Linked DNA regions of Hordeum vulgare: region 2 is linked to region 1. A link is a contact called in public Hi-C data. All regions are on one chromosome and are shown on one strand. Each heading gives the region's core, a stretch centred on a gene start, on an enhancer-like site or on the middle of the called end of the contact. The rest is flanking DNA. Distances are from core to core; before and after follow the strand shown.

Region 1 (6,152 bases), core at 60-2,559:
ATAAGGCTCGTACCGAGGGTTATATAAGAGAGATTCATTCGGGTTGTGCCCCTCAACCGAAGTAGTGGAGTAACCTAAACAAACAAACGCATAATTTGTTACTTCTCTCAACTTGTCACAGTATGAAAATCAACCAATATAGAAAGATAATCATCAAGGTCCGGATAATTACTTCTCCTCTTTCCACTAGCACAGCGCGATGCTTCTGCTCGTAGAAATCATCAAGGCCCGAATATTTAGCCGGCTGAAACATCCTAAATAATATGAAAAAAAATACTTTTAGAACATGCATTCACCATCACACTTGAAAACTTAGGTTACACCTAGTGTCAAAACCTAGGTTACACCTAGTGTCAAAAAACTAGGCATTCACCATCACAAATTTGATTATACTTGAAAACCTAGGCATTCACCATCACAAATTTCCATTCACTTCATAACCTAGGTTACACCTAGTGCCAAAAAAGCTTCACAAATACAAAGTTATTGCAAAAAGTAATTAGAGAGATTGGAGAAGCTTACCGGCCTCTTCGATTTGCCCCGAAGATCTGACAAAATAATTGAGGGAGGAGGGAGGTCGAGGGGGGGGGGTCGGGAGGAGGAGAGGGGATTTTTTCGAAGAAGCTCGCAGGGAAGAAAGAATGGCTGGTGGGCGATGGGGCAGCCCGTGGCTGGTATTGGCCCCACAAACGTCATGGTGCTCGGCGTTTTGATCGTGGACAGCAACGCCACACAGGACTGATGTTTTGGTGGTGGTCTCAAACGCCACGTTAGTCTGGCGCTTTGTTATGGAACAGCAACGGTTTGTGACGTTTCAAAAAAAAATTAGATCGTTTCTTTTTTAAACCGGCTTCATTTTATGAACATGTTTACTAAAAAATTCAGAACACTGATTTTATCCCCGCGGCGCGGCCACGGTATGCAGTCGGGCCCGACCCGGTGCCGCTCGCGCCGATAGCTAGCTACGACGACGCGGGCGGCAGGCTATCTAGCGTGGCTAGTAATGGCGAGCAGCGACGGGTTGGGCAGGTTGTTGCGCACGGCACGTCGTGCTCGCTCGCTCCCATGTCCCCGGTGCTAATCGTGCGTGGATCGGTGCGTAGACCTGTGGTTACGTCGAGTCAGACCGGAGTCTCTCTTTTTTTCTACGTAGATCGGATCGGTCTTTTCACGACGCCGCTGGTTATCAAGGGACGGCCTGGCCGGCCCCGCAGGAAGAGAAGAAAACAGAGTATGGTACAGTAGTATGGCCGGGGACTGGGCCGAGTCGCTGAGACGAACAGCGTCGAGTACACTTGCGGGGTGTTTGTTTTGCCGCCCATCCGCACACGTCCGCCTGTCGCGTCGCGTCGGGCGCGGTCGCTTTCTCCCGCCTGCCCCCGCCGTGTCCTGCCAGCCAGCGTCTCGCCCGTGCGGGCCAGCGCGTAGCACGTACTCGTACATCCGTTTACGCATGTTTCCCGGGGCATGAGACGTACGCACGGCATTGTCCGGAACGCAGGGCACGTACCTGTATGTACGCGTTGCAAAAAAAAAACGTACATGTATGTACTCCACGTAGCAGTAGTTTTTTCATGCTCGTGCATTTTTTTAACAGAATACAATCGAAGTCACTCACATACACGAGCGTACACTCACTCCTATGAACGCGCACACGCACACCCTGTCCCTATGAGCATCTTCGAAAGACTAAGCCGACACATCATTTTGAGATTGACGAAGTCGTCACAAGTCTGGGACTTGAACTCTGATGGACAGGGGATACCACAGTCCTCCTAACCATCCAACCACGGGTTGGTTTGCTTTCTTGCTCGTGCATGACATTCGTGCCTCTCGTGTGTTTGTTGTACACTTGTACCGTGTACGTGTCCTCCCAGCTCATGTCTTTATGTGGCAACGAAGCAATACCGGTCCAAGATATCCTGGAGGCACAACGGCGCGTGACAAGCCCGGGTGGGTGCGCCCGTTGCCGGCCATACACCGTAGTGCGCTTGGATCAGGCACGAGTACGGGGCGGCCATCAACCTCGGCGGGCAGGTGCAGCCGTACGTGCGCTCCGAGCGGCCAGCGCACTGCCCACGGACGTGCTCGGGCCACGCCGCGGCGCACTGTTCCGCTGGACTTCCGCCCATGCCCGGAACAGTGCGTGTGGCCGTACGCCACCATATGCCGCCCGACGGGTCGCACGTCCGTCTTCCCACCGCCGTTGGCCCGCCGGAGTCGGTACGTGCGCGTCGACATGTCCTGACGCGGCTCCGGCACGGTCTCCGCGTACGTACGGGAGGTTCAACCATCCGAGGGCCCGGGCCTCTTGCGTCTTCATCGGATGGCCCTGCCTGCCTGCCATCAGTGCCCCCCTTGTCCTTTTGCTGTCACCAGTCAGTGCAGGTGCACGTACGTGCGTACGTCCGCGTTGGACAGGAGTGGCAACCAAACTGACGTGCTGCCAATTCACTCACGACGACCTGACATCTTGTCCTCGAACGTGTTTCATATTCGAGCTGGCAATTCGCTCACGACGATCTCACATCTTGTACTCGGACGTGCTTCATATTCAACGAGGCCGTTTGTTCGGGCCAAAATCATTGCTTTGTCTCTTAATCCCAAGATTAACACAATCTGACCCTGCTTCGGAAATGTGTATTTCATCTGTAAACAGATCTAAAAACGTTCGTATCACTATTTTATGAAATAAACACTCTTGTATTATTTCAAGGTGAAAGTATTTTTCTAAATTTGGCTGTTTACATAGCGTCTCCACCACGAGCCATATTCTTCACCTTATAGCGTCATTAGTTGCGACACCAAATGCCCCCGATGACGTGGCATCTTTGGGCGCAAAAATAGTTGGGGTTCATTCTATTCATCCGGCCTATCACTCGATCGATGTCAAACATGAATCCTAGTGTGATTGTTGTGCTTATTGATCGCTGGACACCAAAGAGGTGGAGATGAACAGTTTTCATCTCCCGACACGGAAGATGATTGTGACTCTCGAGGATGTTTCAACGATGATAGCACTTCTATCGAGGGGGATCCTGTTTGTTTTACTCCCTCCGTCATGATTTAGGCTGGTCACAATGGAGAGTAACATAAGGTAGGAACCTACACGCTTTCCTAGATTATGTTCCTACCTCCACAATGGGGAGTAACATGTATGTAGTGTCATGCAACAATGCATTTATTAGGCTATAAACTCATTGTTTCTTGGAGTGTGTGATGTTCCGGTAACTTAGCTAGTTACCACAAGCACCTCTCTCTTCACTAAATACGTGCCACATAAGCAAAGTTGTATTGGAGTGTGTGATGTTACTGCTAAGTTCCTCCCCATTGTGACCAGCCTTATAAGTCACTGTTAAGTTTACGTGCATTTGCACAATAGACAAGATTTAGGACGTATTGCATTTACTCCTAACTGCTAATAATTAGTACTCCATTGTACTACTTTTATATGCATGTGTAGTGTGAATGTTATTTTTGAGCCCATCTCACACCCAATCAACAACCACCTACGTTCCAGAGAATTTCCAAACACATCTTCTAAATCGTGACGGAGGGAGTAACACAAATGATAGCACTTCCATCGAGGGAATCCGACACATTTTTCAATTCTTGCACATACGGTATTCGTCATGTTGCGATGCCCCACCTCCTCTACCGCGATGTGCTCCACTATTCTTTATGTGGTGTGCACTCGTATGTAGTGTCATGCATATTTAAATCTTACTCATTACACTCCTCGTATATTGCTAATTACCATGTGGAGTTGTGAATACAACTTGTTACATCTTACAAAGTTGATGTTATGATTCATATTGTGTAACTTGTGCCTCACTACTAACCTATATGTCACCAAATACGTTATGATTTATCTGTACTCAAACTGACAGTTGAATTTAGTGCTAGATGCAATTCCACACAAACACATTCCATATTTTTCAGGCACCCGACGAGATGACCCTCGGGGGGTTTATCGATGCACCTCAGCCTAGTCAGCCTATTGAACTGCGTGACTTCAACTTGAAGCCTAAGAAATCCTTCAAGTGTTATACATATGAGGCATGAAACAAGAACACAGAAGGGAACCATTGACGAGTCCAAGGATGATGAGAAGTCGATGCCGAATCAGTGTGAGGTCTATGAGGAGGAACGAGGTGGAGCCAACACAAAATAAGGCTCTAAGGAGGTTCGGGAGAGTCAGGGAGGAGTCCATGATGAAAAAGGGTGTGAAAGTGTTAGAGTACGTGATGGGCCTCGGCCCGTTAGTCTTAGGGTTTGCTTAGGGATCAAGTAAGCCTTACTTGGGAGTCAAGTAAACCTCTCTATATATGGAAAGGAGATGTATCAATCTAATCAGGCAAGAATTAAGAAGGAAAACTCTTTTTCCCTCTTGCCCGGCCATGGGAAAGGACCCCCACGACCGGCTCTCTCGCGCCCTCGCAGATCTCTCTCTCCCACTCAAACCCTCGCAACCATAACATCTGGTATCAGATTGCTCAGGCTCGATCATCTTCACCCGTCGCCGCCGCTTCCTGTCGCCCTCACCCCGGAGGAGATCGCCGGAGCAATCCGCGATCTCACCAACGTCGTCCAAGGCATCTGCCTCTTCCTGGCCGGTCCCTACGGACCGCCGCCGGCTGCGCCATCAGTCGTTGCCTACGGGCCGGCGCGGCTGCCGTGGCAGCCGCCGCACCAGGCGGCCTCCGTTGCGATCGCCGGGCCGCGGCTGCCGACACTGCTGTTGTCGTCGCCGCCACTTGACGCCAGGCTGCTGCAGCCGCCGCTGCCGCTCCCCGTCTCCGGGCCGATCTATACGGCGGCATGGGCGCTGCCGCACATCCAATCGCCACCGGCGCCACCCCAACAGTACGGTGGGCCCTCCCGCTTCGCCGGTCCCGACGGTGCGCCATTCCACGGGGGGTCCTCCATGGTCACAGCACCGGCGCCGACCCCCGCACGGCCGCCGCCGCCGTCCTCGGCTACGACCACGGCGCCGGTCATCACGTTCCAGCATGGGATGCCCTATGACGGGATTGCGACAACCTCGTTCCCTGCAGCGCCACCGCCGTCCTAGGACAATCCCATCCAACATATCAAGTTCCAGCCGTCGCCGACACCGCTTCTGACTTGGATCCCTACCCACCACGTGTCAGCGGCGGTGAGGTTGCAGGCTGCTCCGTGCGGCCTCCTAGCGCGTCGGCATGTGCGGGAGATGCGTGATTTGCAGCTGCAGCTCCTCCAAGTTGCGCTTCGCGGTGCAACGGACCTCGATCTCGTCCACTGCGTGGGGGATCTTGGGCATGCGGTTTCCCCCATGGGCGGCGGGCATGTTGTTTTTCCCACGAGCGATGACCTCCAAGTCTGCGACATCGACAGTCAGCCGGCGGGGAGAAGACATGGTGTCACCGACAGGAGCGCACCGCATAGCACCACCGCATTCCGCCGCCGGCCGCCGCGAGGGCTCCCTTGGTCCCGATGGTGTCCTTGGGATCCAGGGGGCTGCAAACGCACAAGTTCGGCGCGCGGAGGATTCTCGCCTTATCGTTCGGAGTCAAAAAATATAGAGTCGGAGTCTCATTCGAGTTAGCTATTTCAGGTCAATACAATAGGTCGAGATGTAAAAGGCTTGTTTTTTTAGGCGTTAGGGTTGTGTGGGGTCGAATCGTCGTTAGGTTGCAGCTCGAGGACGAGCTGCATGTCCAGGTGGGGTGTAGTGTTAGGGTACGTGATGGGCCTAGTGTTGGGGAACGTCGCATGGGAAACAAAAAATTTCCTACGCGCACGAAGACCTATCATGGTGATGTCCATCTACGAGAGGGGATGAGTGATCTACGTACCCTCGTAGACCGTACAGCAGAAGCGTTAGAGAACGCGGTTGATGTAGTGGAACGTCCTCACGTCCCTCGATCCGCCCCGCGAACAATCTCGCGATCAGTCCCACGATCTAGTACCGAACGGACGGCACCTCCGCGTTCAGCACACGTACAGCTCGACGATGATCTCGGCCTTCTTGATCCAGCAAGAGATACGGAGAGGTAGAAGAGTTCTCCGGCAGCGTGACGGCGCTCCGGAGGTTGGTGATGAACTTGTCTTAGCAGGGCTCCGCCCGAGCTCCGCAGAAACGCGATCTAGAGGAAAAACCGTGGAGGTAT
Region 2 (6,771 bases), core at 2,237-4,736, 45 kb after region 1:
CCCAAAACCAAGCACTTCTCCCATTGCAAGAATCATAGATCTAGTTGGCCAAACAAAACCTAAGACTTAGAGAGACTTACAAGGATATCAAATCATGCATATAAGAAATCAGCAAAGACTCAAATATATATCATAGATAATCTGATCACAAATCCACAATTCATCGAATCTCGACAAACACACCGCCAAAGAGGATTACATCGGATAGATCTCCATGAAGATCATGGAGAACTTTGTATTGAAGATCCAAGAGAGAGAAGAAGCCATCTAGCTACTAACTACGGACCCGTAGGTCTGAAGTGAACTACTCATGAGTCATTGGAGGGGCGATGATGTAGATGTAGAAGCCCTCCAACTCCAAAGTCCCCTCCGGCAGGGCACCGGGAAGGGTCTCCAGATGAGATCTCGCGGAGACGGAAGCTTGCGGCGGCGGAAAAGTGTTTTCGTGGATTCCCTGATTTTTTCTGTATTTTAGGGAATGTATAGGCGAAGGAGCTAGGTCAGGGGGGCGCCAGGGAGGCCACAAGCCTGCTAGCCGCCGCCCCCCTGGTGGCGGCTACAAGGCTTGTGGGCCCCCTGTAGCTCTCCTGTCTTGGCCCTCAAGCCCCCTGATCTTCTTTCGTTTGGGAAAAAATTATTTCGGGGATTTTATTCCGTTTGGACTCCGTTCCAAAATCAGATCTGAAAAGAGCCAAAAACACAGAAAAAACAGGAACTGGCACATGACACTGAATTAATAAGTTTGTCCCAAAAAAGACATAAAAGGTACATGAAACATCCAAAGATGACAAGATAACAGCATGAAACATCAAAAATTATAGATACGTTTGAGACGTATCAGCCACCCACTCTCCAACAGGCTCGGTGGTGGCATGAGGGCGCCGCCCCCGGGTGCCCCGGGCGACGGGCGCTGCACGACCCCTGGTGGTAGCTCGGCACCCTGTGCGTTCCCGATGAGCGGTGGCATCGTCCATGCCGGAGTTGAAGCCAAGGTCGAGAGACGTGAAGACAGCAAGTCCCCCTACCTAGTGCGCCAGATGTCACAGTCCGGGATCTGCGTCCGAGGAACTCTCACAAGAACTAGGATTCAAACACTAGGGGACTTGGCTTGGCAACCTGCAACACGATGGTAAACTCAAGCAAGATCGGCGGCTAGCTCACTCCTCACAGGGAACCATGTGGCGCGCGAGATACCTAGGTTCGGGCCACCGTGTGGTGTAAAACCCTACTCTTGTGTGTGTTGAATTGCTGTGGAGAGCTCGAGCTCCGAATACATGAGGTGTGGGGGAGAATGGGTCTATCGCCTTACATGGAAACGGTCATATCCCCTTTGTCGTCCCTCGGTCCGCTTCCCCAAATATGAGTGGGAAAGGGTGGCCACATGGTGACAATTCAAAGGGGGACAGGACCCCAGGTTTATCCTGACTGAAGGCGGTCTTCGCGTGATAAAGTGGTCATCGTGACGAGCTTGTGAGCTCGGCGATGACCCCCGTCCTGCTGCGTCGATCCGTCGCGATCCTCTTTCACGGAAACGGTAAGCTTTGGGAACCTGCTTTTGGATGGGCAGCGGGTGTTGCACCTTAATCACCAAAGAGGAAATCCTCCATGTCTGCGCCCGCCTAACGCGACCTCTCTCCTTCTCTGTGCAGGTATGTTACGCACATGGCGGATGCGAACCCCCGCGGCTGGCGTCGTACGATTGTATGACATGCTTCGCAAGGCGGCCTCGCGAGGGGAGCCTGCCTCGGCAGGGCTTGATCGAGAGGCAAGGGGCCTTGACAGGCCTGCCCCTCGGGAGGCAGCTCCCTCTAGAGCGGCTCGGGTTGAACCATCTCACATGGGCCGGCCCAGGCATCGCCCTTAGGTCCAGCGACACACGGGTCGTTGTTTCCTGGTTCCCACTGGGCCGACAGTCTCCCATGTCCTACTATTCCTCATCGGAGCCCATAACTCGGGCGACACCGGTTGACGTGAGACCGATGATGGATTCCTCCATGGAGGAGTCGTCGTCCACCACGACACGGTTGCGGCGCCAGCACTGGTTCACCATATGTGACGCCGGAGAATGCGACTCCGCCTCGCCAACCTCCACCGCCACGAATGGCGCCTCCACCTCTTGTGCCCGTTGCCTCGCACGACGGGCACGACACGCCATGTTTGTGTTGGAGGCCGCCCATGCATGGTGCGTCCTCTAGATCGGTGCTCGAACGGAGGTTGCATGCCTGCCACCGCGTTCGAACGCCACACGAACTACATCGCCTTCGGTCCGTGGATCTATCCGTCGATCGTGCGGACACAATTGATTTTTCGACGAAAGGAGTCGAAGGGCTGCATCGGGCGGCCTCCTCCCGGGAGCGGCTAAGCATAAGTCGTACGGTCATCTCCTTCTAGGGGCCGCGTGAGATGAGCTTATGATCAATGGATAGGGAGGTGCATGACTCTGAGCCTCTGTCCGTCATGCTAGCAAAAGCCGGAGATCGCCGGATGGGAGTTTGGTACGGTGGTGGAGTGGACTCACTAGGGTTTTGTGTGGTGAGGGAATCAAGATGAATATATGTGTGGTTGGGTGGCGTGGACCGGATCCGACGTGACGGATGAACCCGGGCACCCCAATCCTTCCCGATATCCATCCCATATCGGGGTCAGATATGAGGGGTGTCACTGGGACTAACGTTTGAGGCCAGGTTAAAGCAATTGTTGGGTCGTATTTTCATGACCGGTAAGTGAGTGATCAAGTCATTTGGCGAGGCATATGAGACGGGTTTGAGGCGTTTGAATGTTGATGGTCTCACGCAAACAATTGGCGTTGGATGGGTGCATGCTGTGGTCATCAACATGTAGCAACTTTGGTCGTTGTCCGGCCAGTGTGAGGAGCATGAATCAGGGCGTACGTACTTGGCTGCTAATGCGATCCAACTCTGACGTCTCACAGAATTGGCACCCATCGACCAGGCTGAACGCCAAACAAGTGGAACTGGATTATCCAGAGCTAATTTTACACCGACGGGGCAATCAGCCGGTACAATGATTCTTATCTAAGAAGAAAGATGACCGGAGCAGGTCCAGACAGGAGCCTGTCGCTGTACTGGTGGTTAATTTGTTAGGTCAAACGGCCACATACACTGGGTGCTTGTCGACGCGAACCCGTCCATCGCCGGTGCTAGATCGATCGAGATCGAGCAGTACTGCTTAAGCAACCAGTGGTAGATCATGCAGCAGTAGCACTAGGCTCAATGACTGTTTGGTGAATCTGGGGTCTGTGACCAGTGAAGAATAGCGCTGTACGACGTCCCTTGTGTTGTGATGATGCATGCCGACTCGGTGAAACTAACCAAGATTAATTAGGGCCTCGTCGTGATGGGCCGGCACTGACGGCGCCCGCTCACCTACCTAGAGCTAGAGGCGGTGAATTCAGGAGCAACGGTGCAGGTTTAGGTTGTACTAAAGGGGGTACGTCAGAGCAGCTATAGGGGGGGAGGCAAACAGCAAGAGGCGATAGCGTGACAGGAAACTGAACGGACAGCGCGGTAGGGCGCGGCGGGAGGCCATCTACATCCTCACCCGTCGCTCTCGTACGTAGATCCCCGGAGACACGCGTGAATCGCCGTGCCAGCGACGCCACGGCCGGCCGCGGAGGTCTCCTCCTTCCACAGATCGATGCTCGACTATACACACATCTCGCCTGTGCAGTTGGTTTCTAAGGTGTCTGTGACAGGGTTTCTTAGTTCTTACAACCAACGAGCTGTTCACCGAAAACTCAGCCTGTTACGGGAAGCAGGTGGCCGGTGTGGAGTGTATTATTTCATGCCGCAACGCTCAACGGCGAAGCCCACGTGCCGCCCTTGCTGTCGTGCCTAACAAACTTCTATTGCCGGCCCGTCTTAATGCTCGGCTCCCGGGGGCACCACGCACCGGCCGCCCCCGCGACGGTGCGTGTTGGGCGAGTAGTTCGTGCTCGGATACACGGATCGATCGCGTAGGTGATATGCATGCGTCGCGCGCCAGTTGCAGCTCCGGCGAGGGGGACGGGGCCCAAGATTGAGACTGAGATATATGCGGTCGTGGCCCTCGTGGGGACTCGGGGAGATAAGAGGGGCGGCCAAGCCAAGCTCGGCCTTTTGCCTTTTGGAGTTCAATGGCGATTCGCCGTGGTCCTCTCGTCCAGTCGTGGCCTAATTACTTGCCTCTCGTGGCGCATCCTGAAAGTGAGAGGTGCCCTTGTGGTTATGCCGTTATGGTCCTCACTAGCTAAGCCGCGGCTACCCATGGTATGCCGTACGTGCAGCGATGCAGCTCCTCGAGTGCTTATCTTTGCTAGCTACGACGTCCAAAACTACATCCAAAACTCTGATTTTCTCTGGCATAAAAACAGATGACTTTGTCTATAAATATTCATTCGAATGAGCTGAAAACAGCCGGGATTACGGGCCAAATCGTGCGAGTTTTTGTCCCCCTCGCGTCAAACTCGAAAACGTAACTGACGCGCGTACGTTGCCGTCTTCAGGGCTCACTTATCAGTAGTAGTTATTATTTTATGCCCTTGGGCACAGGGAAGTGATCGCTAGCTAGCTAATGACCCGGAGATTTCATTGCGACGAGAAGAACCTTACAGGTGCAAGCCACCAAATTGGCATATCCCTGGTGGCACGGGATTTGTTTGTCACGGCTGGCCTCACACTCGTCCATCCATGCATGCCTGTCCACCGTATAGGCCCCATAGCGTCAAAGGGATAGCAAGAATATCAAGGCAGGGAGGTGCCAAAATGACGGGCGGTGCTTGAGGGCTACTCACGACCTTCTGGTAAGCCTAGAGAGTAGAGAGGAGAATCGTTAGGACCCTGTCCCGTCCATGGTGTCATCTCTCCAACCAAACAGCGTGTGCGTGAATGGACGCGCATGGCCTGTGCATGAGCGGACGTGGGGGGAGTCGATATGCCAGAGACAAGTTGCGATCGCCAAGAAGAATCCTGAGATGGAACGCACGAAGGACGACCGGCCTAGGCTAGGCGCGCGCAGAAGCAGAACCGGACGTGCATGGATGGCATTTTGTTCTTGTTCTCTTCCCACTGTTTGTTCGATTCCGCGGCTGCTGCTGTTCGCGCGCGTACGTCTGGACCGGGATTCGTGGGAGGAATGGAGGCTACTGTGGGCGCCGAGGCGATATCATATCGCTATATCAGCAGGGCCGACCGACCCTTATCTTCTAGCCGGGGACTTTGGTTTGGCTGATCGGGCTAGCTTAGCTAGGCCCCTCCGCTTGATGCTTCTTGAGGAAACGAATCGAGCATCGGCATGCATGGAATAGTTTGGAAAGAGGTGACTGGTTTTGTGCAATCCCACTGAGACTGAGAGAAGCTTCTTCTGAATTGCGTGTAGGGATGGACACCTTTTTCGCTGAGCACCGAACGTTACTTCCATAAACTGAAACTACGGTGTAATTTTCATGGATTTCTGCACAGTACGTGCCACATGTAGTACGATGATGAACTTGCATTTCGGGGGGTGGAATGATGAACTTTTCTCTCCTTCTCTCTGAGAAAAAGTGTAGACAGCTTTTTATGGTTATTTTTAAGGCAAACGCTTCCACCCAGCGCGCCGGCCGAATCGTTCGGTCCGTCGCGCACGGACCGCGCGCCTCGCTGGCAGGTATATGCAACATTTTTTCGTTAAATTTGTTGCAACCATATGTTATTTTGATATAAATGTTTTTCATGCAGCTTTTTTTCTCGTGCAAATTTGCTGCAACCAGCGTTTATATTTGCTACAAGCGTTTTTTATTTGCTACATTTATTCAGTAAAAAAGCTGCATATACGTTTGGTTGCAACTCGAGTTTATTGGATTTTTGCTACAACCGGCGTTTTGACTTTTGCTACAGCCGTGTTATTTTTTGCTACAACCGACATCATTTTTTTGCTGTAACCGTTCACTAAAAAAGTTGCGTACACGTCACGTAGATATTTTGCTACAACCGGCGTTTGACTTTTGCTACCACGCATCATCTTCTTCGTTTTTTTGCTACGATCACGTAGATATATTTTTTTGCTATAATTTTTTTTTGCAACCCTTGACGAAAAATGCTGCATAGCATCAAAATTTGTTGCATCAATGAAAAAATGTTGCATGGAGATCTAACGGCGCGACCCGCCTACAGCTGGCAGATCGGGCGGCCGGTGTGCCGGCGCAGAGCATCGCCCTATTTTTAAACCGAGTGCGGAGATCTATCAGCGAGAAAGAATTGCGAGTTATCGCGTTCACAAACTTCAACCCAACTCCTAGCGGTGCTACGCGGGAGCTCCTAGTTAGCGCCTTAAGCGCCGGCTAGGAGAACTCGCGCCCACGAGTCGAGGGAATTGGGCCGGCCCAGTTTCACGCACACTTTCGTACAAGAAGTACCAAAAAGCAAAAAAAATAAAAAGTGAACATGAAAAAGTTCATAAAAATGAAAAAATGTTCGTAATTTTTTGTAAAAGGTTCACACATTTGAAAATTTCAAAGTGATCTGAAAAAAGGATTCATATTATTTTAAAACAATTCACGGATTTTGAAAAAATAGTTCATGAATCTGAAAAAAGTTCATGAAATTTGGAAAAAAATCATAAAATTTGAAAATAAAATCATCAAATTTTGAAAAAGTTTATAAATTTTCAAAAAGGTTCATGGAATTTTTAAGTAAGTTCATCAAATTTGAAAAAAGTGCATCAAATTTTGAAATAAATTCATCAAATTTGAAAAGAGTTCACCACATGTGAGAAAAGTTCATCTAAATTTTT

Evidence for each region. Hi-C and Micro-C count contacts between places; a contact is called where the count stands out from the background.
Region 2: a contact with region 1 is called in a Hi-C map of leaf, with 7 times the contacts expected there. The contact joins two enhancer-like sites. A contact is called at or near these places in 2 of 6 Hi-C or Micro-C datasets (leaf and seedling).

The regions. Positions count from the first base shown.
Region 1 is chr6H:486,140,297-486,146,448 of MorexV3_pseudomolecules_assembly, forward strand. No RefSeq gene overlaps it. Among protein-coding and RNA genes, the nearest start is that of LOC123402563, 140 kb to the right of the region's middle. Within about 2 kb of position 1,310, at least 3 of the 3 cell types and tissues checked have open chromatin away from gene starts, as enhancers often do. A contact at or near this core is called in leaf and seedling, where this site is marked.
Region 2 is chr6H:486,183,270-486,190,040 of MorexV3_pseudomolecules_assembly, forward strand. No RefSeq gene overlaps it. Among protein-coding and RNA genes, the nearest start is that of LOC123402563, 94 kb to the right of the region's middle. Within about 2 kb of position 3,487, at least 3 of the 3 cell types and tissues checked have open chromatin away from gene starts, as enhancers often do. A contact at or near this core is called in leaf and seedling, where this site is marked.